Linked DNA regions of Sus scrofa: regions 2 and 3 are each linked to region 1. The links are chromatin contacts, called in public Hi-C maps. All regions are on one chromosome and are shown on one strand. The core of a region is the stretch at or near the end of the contact, and the rest is flanking DNA. Distances in the headings are between cores, read along the strand shown. Region 1 has its middle 66 kb from the start of PIK3CG. Region 2 has its middle 130 kb from the start of CCDC71L. Region 3 has its middle 110 kb from the start of CCDC71L.

Region 1 (3,499 bases), core at 480-2,979:
CTTGACCATTGCCCATCTATCACTCCAGTGCCATGTGGGATGTAGGATTTCTCTATGAAGCTTGCAGACTCTCAGGAAGCATGCATCTCACCAGGAAACCAGGCTCTGGCCCTTCTCCTTAGAGCCTTCCATGGTCTCATCTGGGGTTTCTGTTTGAATATCTAACTTGCTGTTCCCACTGTCCCCTTCAGAACTTGGTACTGGGGATGGAAAGCTGGGGACTTTCTCAGGGACTTACCAGTGTCTGAATTCCAGTCCTATTCACTCTGATTTTTCTCCCCCATTCATTACATTTTTACCTACTTTAAGTCAGCATATGCATTCTTCTTCTATCAGTGGGTTATGGTATAAGGTTCTCTGAATTCATGGGTTTTGGATCTTGATATTTAAAGTTAAGCTCTGGTATTTGCAATTTTTTTAAAAAGGAGAAACTCACTTTTCTTCTCTCAGATGCATGCCCCTTCCAGTAGAAAGCAGACAGTGGTCTTTGCTATAGATTGACCAAAATCTTCCTGGTAGCTTATAACCCATGGCTTTTGTTCTGCCTGGATGGTTCTACCCTGAAGGTGAGCTATTCAGAAGGTGCCCACAGACTGCTGAATGGTGGGTGAAAGGAAAGAATGAGGGGACTTAAATGGCACAGAATTGAGTAATAATTAAAAAATTGCCCCACTACAGTTGGGAAACCATGCATGTTTTCAGAATCTTTGATAAGAGATCACGGTGTTCCCACGAAGCTGGCTAGAAGCAAACTGTGACCTATTCAATTACATTGCTACTTGCCAGGAATTAAGTAATGGTGTTCTTGGAACTGGCGAGTACAGTGTGGTCAGTGTTTATCTAACCCTCTGCTGAAGAGTCTGGCCTTAGCTTCTGGAAGTCTCACGAGGTTATCTAGATGATAATATCTCTAGGATGGAGAGCCATTCATTAGTTCATTCAGGGGCCCAGCGTTAGGGGATAGATTTTATAGATTCCTGTGAAAGGCAGGGCCCGAGCTGTTTGATAACATTTCTCAACTTTCAGAGTAAGAGTCATTTAGGAAGATTGTTTAAAAATGAAGATTCCAAAAAAAAAAAAAAAAAATGGGGGTTAATAGATGCAAACCATTGCCTTTGGAATGGATAAGCAATGAGATCCTGCTGTATAGCACTGGGAACTCTGTCTAGTTACTTATGATGGGGCATGATAATGGGAGAAAAAAAGAATGTGTATATGTATGTGTAACTGGATCACCTTGCTGTACAGTAGAAAACTGACAGAACACTATAACCCAGCTATAATGTAAAAAAATAAAAATCATTATAGATTAAAAAAAAAAATAAAGATTCCTTGAAACTTTGTCCAGATCAACTGATTCCTAGGTCTGGGCTAAGGCTTAGGAATTTACATTTTAACAGGCTTCTTCAGGACTGCACTTTGAGATCAGACTCATAATTGAAGTAGCTAGGACTAAAAATCAAATAATCAGTGACAGTACCACTTAGATCCAGGCCAGGTCTGTATTTAGAGGACCCTGCTCTGGCCCTGTCCATCCTCGTGTGGTGGGGCAATCAGTGGACTCAAGAGGATATGCCACCTGGAGTCGAGGACCAGCCTTCCAGACCTTCATCAAGGTGCCAGGCGCCTGGAATTTTCTGCCACCACTGAGCGGGCTCCCAGGTTTTGCACGGGCTCTTTCCTGGTCTGACCTCCAGGGGGCGTACCCTGTTGTTGACAGCCTTAGGCCTCAGAGGTGGCTGGCCTGGGGACAGCCGTCCCTGGGGATGTGGATGGAGCTTGGCTCTGTGAGCTGTTGTATCTACCAGAGCCAGAGGAAACCCCAAGTGCAGGGTTGGCTGTGGCCAGGAGCTGGCTTTCCCTGTACTGCCACCTGGCATTCTGGGTCCCTTGGAAGGTACATTTATCAGGTAGGAGAACAGAACATGTTTCATTCAGCAGCTCCTTAGCATTGATGATAACGTCTAAATACATAGACGGTTTGTGGGCCTCTATCACATTCTTGTCTTAGAGCCCATGAATGGTAGGGGTGACCCGATCACTGTTTTCAAGTGGTTAATGTCTTAGAATTGATTTCTTCTGATCAAGAAACTGTCCTTTAAGGCAAGCCCCAGGGAAGGACAGATAGAGGAGAAAGGAAGGGGAAGAGTGACCTCCAGGCTTGGCCACACCGAGGGGGCCCAGCAAGGGAGTGGATCAGACCTGCATATCAGGATAAAACTTGATGTGGCCTTTTGCAGGTTGTTTGCTGTCCTTTTCTCTAACAGGTGGGGGGTGGGGGGGCAGTACAATTGTTTGCTGAACTGGCTGATTTCAGCTACCCTTGCAGGGGGAGGGGCAAACCCAAGTTGTCTCATCTCTTTCTCTCCAGGATTCCAGCTTCTCTTGCTGGAATTTGCCCTTTTTCTTGCAGTGAAATAGAGTGTGGAAATGTGAACACTTTCCAGAATGACTTTAAAATATTTTCAGCCACTGTTGGATGTTTAACAAAAAAAAAAAAAAAAAAAAAAAGAAGGAATTCCTGTCATGGCTCAGTGGTTCATGAACCTGACTAGTAACTGTAGGTTGCTCAGTGGGTTAAGGATCTGGCGTTGCAGTGAGCTGTGGTGTAGGTCTCAGATGCAGCTGGGATCTGGCATTGCTGTGGCTCTGGTGTAGGCCGGTGGCTACAGCTCTGATTAGACCCCTAGCCTGGGAACCTCCATATACTGCGGGTACAGCCCTAGAAAAGACCAAAAGGACCTCTTTAGAGTTGGATCCATTATTTCATATGGGATTAACAAAGGAAACTTTGATTTTTTTAAATAGGTTTCACATACACTGGAAGGTGAAAAGACATCATTTCATGACAGTCACTCTTCTTGATACCATATGCCATATACTTTAATGGAAATATTCCTTAAAATACCCAATTACTCTTGTTTTAATTCACTGCTTCTATTAGGTCTGCTATATACTCTTGCCTAGGTTTTACACTGCACAACGACCCCTACCCTAAGAAATGAGTTGGGGGTGAAATCCAGCCCACCTTCCCCTCATCATCATGGGCCTGTATCTACCAGAAAGTAGGATACCCTTTTCTAATCACAAAGAGTCACAGTCTGCTCTTCAAATCACACACCTGCAGGCATAGGTGCATGCAAAAGTGTCCCTATGGGTTGCCATGGTAGTCAAACATTTAAATATGGCATTAGTGTGTTTTTCTAAGAGGACTTCCCTGCCAGAAAGACATGCTCAAGCAAAGAGCAGAGCCTGCTGACTGGTCAGATATACCTTCTTTTATAGATCAAGAAACTAACACTCTGGTTTATAAGTGTATCTCCCTTTGTATGATTAGCCGGGATCAATCTGTCAGAATCTGATCCTCCCTGGGTGAATGGACAAAACTGGATTTCTAGATCAACAAGGCTGAAGATGCAACACTTGTGGTGACTTTTTACAATGTCCCATATCCCAGGCAGCTGCATTGAAATTCTTTGAAATCAGTTGCAGTGCAATA
Region 2 (3,499 bases), core at 450-2,949, 220 kb after region 1:
TGTCAGATTTGATAGAAACTATCCAGAAACAAATGAAAAACAATTAAGAGAGGGAAAAAATAATAAAAAGCAAAACCAGAAATTCCCATCATCGCTCAGTGGAAGCAAATCTGACTAGCATCACTGAGGATGCAGTTTTGATCCCTGGCCTCCCCTTGCTCAGTGGATTAAGGATCTGGGGTGGCTGTGGCTGTGGTGTAGGCCAACAGCTATAGCTCCTAATCGACCCCTAGCTGGGAACCTCCATATGCCACGGGTGTGGCCCTAAAAAGACAAAATAAAATAACAAAATAAAAAGCAAACCCCAAAACAAACAAACTGAAAAAACCCAGCCAGCCACTTTAAGTAATGAGAAGTAAAAGTAGCAACCACCTAGAGAAACTGAAGCCCTTTTGGTCTTGTCCTTTTCTGAGGTAAATAATGGATTTAATTCAAATGATTCCAAAACCAAAGTTAAAGTTTTTCCAAGATACTCCCCAAAATTTAATGAGGCACTTAGCTCCTGGCCAATTTGTCTTGGAAAGTCTATTTTATTTCTCTAAGTTAAAAGAGATATGGGAAATTTATTGAGTGTTGTTATTGTTTGTTTCATGGCCAAGGTGGATATGTGAGAATACCTGCTTTGCCGTGTTCAAGCCTGAAATGATTATGACTGCAATGAAGTCAACTCTGAGGCATCAAGTTCCCCTGGGTAATGGAGAAGGCCAGAGTCACTCAGTCACCATACCCCCTTCTTGCAAAAGGTAGTTGGGGGGCCTTTGTACAGACCTCATGAGGCCCTTCAGCTGCCATTAAGGGGGTGTCATCTCTCTCCACAGCTTGCCTGACTGCCAATATGTGTGGTCTGGTATTTCACCATCATCCCAGAACAGCCCTATTGCGAAAAATCATCAGGTGGGTCAATAATTATCAAGGACTCGGTTGTGGGCAATACTGTTCTAAGGAGGAGTCCCTAAAGGCTATCTTGGTCAGCGGACTCTTGGACAGGAGCCTCCTTGGACCACTAAGTTCTGCCTTCCCACCTGGTTAGTTTATGAGCCCGTCTCTGGAATTCTGCCGAGTGCATCCTCTAAGAGGCATCATCAGAAGTGGCGCCAAGAAACGTGATGCTGCACTTGTTATAAGTGGTTTTGGAGAAACTAGTCTTGTTGCAGGGTTCCCTCTGCACAAACTGGAATTACAATGTGCATTTTGATTTGCTGACACCCCCCCACCTCCACCCCCAGTACCAGGCCTTGACCACCACGCCAGCTCTCATGCTTTGACCTTCCCTAGGGTGACCGGGTGAAGAAGGAAGTGTGTTTTGGGGGGTGGAGGTGGGGAAGTCTGTCTAGGTTACCTTGGGCTGTGCTGCTGCTGGTCATTTGGCCCTGAGAGACAACAACCATGACTCTGCAAATGGCTTTTACGTGTGCCATGGGACTGTTTGATGGAGATTTGAGGGATAAGTGACCTTCTCAGTGAGGGACAGATGCTATGCCCTGGAGTTACAGGGCTCTGGTCACTTTCACCTAATTTGTGCTCTCTGATCTCCAATTCAAGGTACTGTTTGAAGCATGTAAGTTCCTGCCAGTAATTGAGTGGCTGATTAACGCAGGCAGTAATAATTGCATCATTTCACCATATTCAGACAGAACACTCAGCCCCAGTAGTTATTGCATCAGCTCAGAGCAAGCTGCTTTTCCAACCAATTAAACTCCTTGTGCTTGAGCACTCAATGCCTGCTAATCCCATTTTTAAGTCCCCACCTCACAACCTATTTCACAACGAGCTTCTTGCCTGAAGGAAATGACTTCAATGACTTCGCCAAACCTAATCAGCACCCAACTCAGGGCCAAGTGGCCTTTAAAGAGATTTTCCAGGGACTCCCAGAAACAACCCGATTACAGGTCTCTTCCTGCCTCCCCCCAGGGAGAAACCCTTCTCAAGTTTCTGTTATCGGAATAGTGATGCTGCTCCCTGGTGACTGTTTTTGTCCTAAGACACTATGGATGATGAAACTCTGTATTTGCTGGGTTTTTTCCCCTCCTTTATTCACTTTTGTTAAAACAGTACTGCTTGCTCAATATAGGAAAAATCAGAACACACAGCTAAGCCAAATGAATAATTATGTTACCTAAATTCCTGCCACCCAAAAACTACCATGGCTGAAATGTTGGTTACCCTCCCAATTTTTTATTGAATTGCCTTTAGAAAGAGGCAGGTGCCAATCTCAATGTTAGAATTTAATATTTACAAATTAAAAAAAAAGATGTAATATAGAATAGATAATGCTGGCTCTTCATTTGGAAGAAAATAAACATAGACTCCTACCTTATACTGTATGGAAAAATCCCCTTATAGTTTAAAATCTAAATGTAAAAAAATACAATGCAGGGAATGTTTTAAAATGTGGTATTCTACATAAACATTCTAGAGATGGAAGAAGACTTTTAAAACCCAAACTAAAAACTTTAAAGGAAAATATAGTTATATTTGATTTAAAAATTATAAAATCAATAGATGACAGTACACTTGTAATGCAAGTAACAAGGTTTATATATAAAAATACCAACTCTTAAATTTGAGAAAAAGACAAGATGGGAGAAAGATGCTCAAAGGATGCAAATGAACAATTTATTGAATAAATTCAAATGGCCAACAGGCCAATGAACATATGAGAAGATGCTCAAATTCATTAGTCGTGAGACATAGGCAAATTCAAGTTAACAATAAAAGACCATTTTACACTTAAACTGGCAGAAAGAGCCATAATACCATATGCTGGTGGGATTAGGGGAGGAACGTACTCTGATAACTTTGCTGGCGAAATGTCATGTGCCCAAATCTTTGGGGAAAGAAACTTGATGGTGTCTATTAAAATGAAAAAGATCATGTGTCCCTTGAACCAGCAACTTCCCTCCTGGGAGGATAGCACCTAGAAATAAAAGCAGCAGCTTTAAGGATATATGTCCAAAGAGGTTTCCTGCAGCCTGGTTCAGAGGGAAGAAACAGAAAAGAATGGCTATAAGCAGAGTAGTAGCTTCATAACTGTTGATACATCTCATTCAAAGGGATATTTTTTCAGTCATTAAAAAAATTAGTTACAGCTAAACCAGCTTATTTGGAAAGAATTCCCATGAGACATTTTTGAGTAAGAATAGATGGAGAAACATGCATATACTATCCTATTTTCAAGAAGGGAAAAAACCCAAATGTGTGTAGGTCTGAATGGTATTATGTAAGTACAGAGAGCAGCATGGAAGCATGTGTATTAGGTTGTAAAAACTGGTCACTTCAAGTGGAGGAGGCAGGGCTGATAAAGGTGAAGGGAACGTGGGAGAAGGGAAAGGGAGAGACAGAGCCAAGTTAACAAAAAGGGAAAGAAAAAAGTTAAAAAATAAAACCCCCAAAGCTATGGAGTTACTTTTGTGGCTCAGTTGGCTAAGAACTCAACATGGTGTCTGTGAGGATGCAGGTTCAATCCCTGACCTCGCTCAGGGAGTTAAGGATCTGGCAT
Region 3 (3,499 bases), core at 369-2,868, 200 kb after region 1:
TGATTCAGAAGCTACTTCAGGTTTGAGCCACCTCCGTGTGTCACAGCTGAGCTGTCTCCTCAGCCATGGCATCCCAGGCTTCTGTGTGTACTGTGTCCTAAAGCAAGTGGAGCTGGCACATTTGCTATGCTGAGGCTCCGGTGCATGCCGGGGTATCTGTGCATTTTCTACTGTGCACTTCTTTGGCCCCAAGTAAGAGGCTGCATGCTCCTCACAAGTGGAGTCCAGGCTTCTCACAGCCCTCATGTTTGTCCCACTGACCCTCTGACTAGCTAAGGGCAGGCTCATCTTCCCTGTGTTGGACCCCAAGGTCAGGGCACCCAATATATGACTTAAGCTGTTTCATCCCCAGTGAGGATCTCCTTTTCCCTAGATGTCCCCTCTCAGGGTCATAGGTCCCAATCTATGGTCACTTCTCTTCCCTCCTACCTGATTCCATGTGGTTCTTTCTTACATCCTTGGTTATATAGGGGTCTTTCTGCTAGTCTCTAGTTTTCATAAATGTTGCATAGATAGATGTGTTTTTGATGTCTTTGAGGGGTAGGTGAGTTCTGCATCCTCTTACTCTGCCATCTTGACACCCTCCCTCCTTTGCCTTTTATTCTTCCTCCCTGCATCTTCCTGCTTGGAATGCATAGCTGCCATCTGGGTTCATGGAGTCAAGGCCACCCATGGCAGTGCAGCCAGTTAGAAGAAGCCTGGGCCCCTGGCACAATGAGGTCCTGATCTTTCCTAGATAGTTATGTAAGGGAAATAAATTGCAATCCAATTTAAGCTATTGTGATTTGGGGCTTTTTGTCACTTAGAACTAAACCTAATTCTAACAAGAACTTATCGTAACTCTTAACAGTTATGAGTTACTCTTTTTTTTTTTTTTTTTTTTTGGTCTTTTTGCCTTTTCTAGGGCCGCTCCCATGGCATATGGAGGTTCCCAGGCTAGCGGTCGAATCAGAGCTGTAGCTGCTGACCTACACCACAGCCACAGCAATGCCATATCCGAGCCTGGTCTGCAACCTACATTGTAGCTCATAGCAATGCCAGATCCTTAACCTACTGAGTGAGGCCAGGAATGGAAACTGCATCCTCATGGATGCTAGTCAGATTCATTTCCACTGAACCATGATGGAAACTCCCCAGCACTAGATTAAATTGCTTTTGTAAATGAGCCTTGTAAGCTTGCATACTCTCCAGTATAAGGCAGCTCAGGTTAGTAAGGTCTCTGATTAGCATGGTACTATTAATCATTTTTTCCAATTGCCAATAACCCTAGAAACAAATCAGTTAATTCTGCAAGTGCATTAATTCTTTTAAACTCCTCCCCCTGATCTGTGTCAAGAAAAATATGAAGGTTTGATTATTTTCCCCTTTGACCTTTCTGAAATAATCAAGATTCTGGTCTGATTGAAAGTAGAATGTTGCTAGCAGAGTTAGTGACCAGAGTGAAACCATTCTTAGACATTCTACGTGGATCAGTTAGCTATTTCTGGAGCTGCTGGTCTAGGATGGCCTCACACATCTGGCAGTTGGCTGGCTGTCAACTGAGTCAATATGTGACCAAGCCACGTGTCTTTCATTATCTAACAGGCTAGCCTGGGTTTGTTTACATAGTGGTGGCAGGATTCTGAGAGCGTGTGGAAATATGCAAGCTCCCTAGAGGCATAAGCTCAGAACCAGCACACTATCACTTCCATTACATTTTGTGCCAAAGCAAGTCGCAAGTCCCATCCAGATTCAAGGGATGGGGGAAATAGACTCCACTTCTTGTTGGGAGAACCACAGTGTCACATTGCAACAGGTATAGATACAGGGAGGAGTGAAGAACTGTAGCTGTTTTCTAATCATTTTAACACAATATGATTTTTTAACATAAAAATTTCAACTGTGCTAATCAGACAAAACCGGGCACTCCCAAGAAGGCAGCTCCCTTTCCTCATGGATTGACAAAGTAGTTTTAGTCCATTCAGGCTGCCATAACGGAATTCCATAGACTGAATGGCTTATCAACAACAGAAATTGATTTGTCACAGTTCTGGAGGCTGAAAGTACAAGATCAAGGTGCTGGCAGATTTGGTGTCTGCTGAGGGCCCACTTCCTGGTTCATAGACAGTGAGTTTTCACTGTGACCTCACTTGATGGAAGAGGGAAAGGAGGTCTTTAATTGAGTCTTTTATATATTTTATATACACTGGAGTCTTTTATAAGGACACTAATCTCAATCAGGAGAGCAGAGTCCTCCTGTTTCTAATAACCTTCTAAAAGTCCCACCTTCTAATACCATCACCTTGGGGTAAGGAGTTCAACATATGGATTTGGGAGGATGCAAATATTTAGACCACATCAGTGGTGTAGTTGTATTTTCTTAGTTGAGAATCAGAAAATGATAGCTTTAGGTTTCAGGTTCTCAACAAAATCACTGTAATTATTTAGTAATAGAGTTTCTAATCTCACACTTCAAACCACACCAGCCAGGTGATAAATGTGTACCAGTGGAAATGGTAATTAAAGTAATCTTTGCCTCCGAGTCTCACTCTTCATTCAGCTAAAATTTCTAAGTTCTAGGCTCTTTTTGCTAAGGTGTAGGGATGCACAATGAATAAGACCCAGACTTAGTCCAAGCCTTTGTGGAGCCATAGTGTAGCCAGAGATAGGAGCATGGATGCAACCTAGAGTAATTCAATTTGATGGGCACAGAAAACAAAGCCTCACTCTAGAGCAAAAAAATGACATGGAAGGCTTCTCTCTGGAAGCAGATCAGGGAAAACATTCTCAGTGCCTCCACCCACCTGCCTGCTTGCCTGACAGTCCTTAAGGCCCTCCTGTAATTTCCTCAGTCCAGATCACATTCTGTCCCTGAGTTGTAACTGAGGCAAAGCCATAATGCACCTCTGGCCCCTTCCTGGAGCTCCTGCAGCCATTCACCCTCAGATGGTGGGAGGTCCTCTCCGATCTGAGTTTTAAAGTTCCTACACAGGGCAGGCTTGTCTTCGGAGTGTTTTACAGGAGCCCTGATGCTTCACGTCTTTACATTCCTCAGTATTTTGACAAATCCTATCTCTCTAGAAATGTGGAGGGTATGTGGGAAGCTCCTCTGAGGATGGAAGACATTTGGGAGAACTTTCCACGCCACTGCCCACAATTAGCCCTTCTTCTTAACAAGCATTTGGTGACCCAGGCTGAAACTGACATCAGCTTCTGGCTAAGATCTCCTGTGACTGGAGTATCCTTTGCTATGCTGTTTTTGAAGGATTCTTATTGTTCTAAGAGTCTCCTCCCAAATCCTTTGTTCTCCTCTCTTCCAGAGAGCCCTAGATTCTTGTGCTATTGAAGAGATATGACGACCCCATAACTTCTGGTGGGGAGCTATTTAGGTTGCCCCTTGCGGCCATCATCACACTTCTCTTGTAGTTAGATTTCTAGCTGTTTATATAACTGGAGTTTTTAAAATTCAGGCTCTTTGAACCATAAGCTCTCCCTTTCTAATAAATGGCCACAGCTGAAT

What was found. A called contact is a pair of places that touch in the nucleus more often than the background predicts.
Region 2: a contact with region 1 is called in a Hi-C map of liver, with 10 times the contacts expected there. The contact joins two enhancer-like sites. A contact is called at or near these places in 5 of 47 Hi-C or Micro-C datasets (alveolar macrophages, embryonic fibroblasts and liver).
Region 3: a contact with region 1 is called in a Hi-C map of liver, with 9 times the contacts expected there. The contact joins two enhancer-like sites. A contact is called at or near these places in 5 of 47 Hi-C or Micro-C datasets (alveolar macrophages, liver and skeletal muscle).

The regions. Positions count from the first base shown.
Region 1 is chr9:106,637,486-106,640,984 of Sscrofa11.1, reverse strand. No RefSeq gene overlaps it. Among named protein-coding and RNA genes, the nearest start is that of PIK3CG, 66 kb to the left of the region's middle. Within about 2 kb of position 1,729, at least 8 of the 83 cell types and tissues checked have an H3K27ac peak or open chromatin away from gene starts, as enhancers often do. A contact at or near this core is called in liver, where this site is marked.
Region 2 is chr9:106,416,886-106,420,384 of Sscrofa11.1, reverse strand. No RefSeq gene overlaps it. Among named protein-coding and RNA genes, the nearest start is that of CCDC71L, 130 kb to the left of the region's middle. Within about 2 kb of position 1,699, at least 7 of the 83 cell types and tissues checked have an H3K27ac peak or open chromatin away from gene starts, as enhancers often do. A contact at or near this core is called in liver, where this site is marked.
Region 3 is chr9:106,434,855-106,438,353 of Sscrofa11.1, reverse strand. No RefSeq gene overlaps it. Among named protein-coding and RNA genes, the nearest start is that of CCDC71L, 110 kb to the left of the region's middle. Within about 2 kb of position 1,618, at least 16 of the 83 cell types and tissues checked have an H3K27ac peak or open chromatin away from gene starts, as enhancers often do. A contact at or near this core is called in liver, where this site is marked.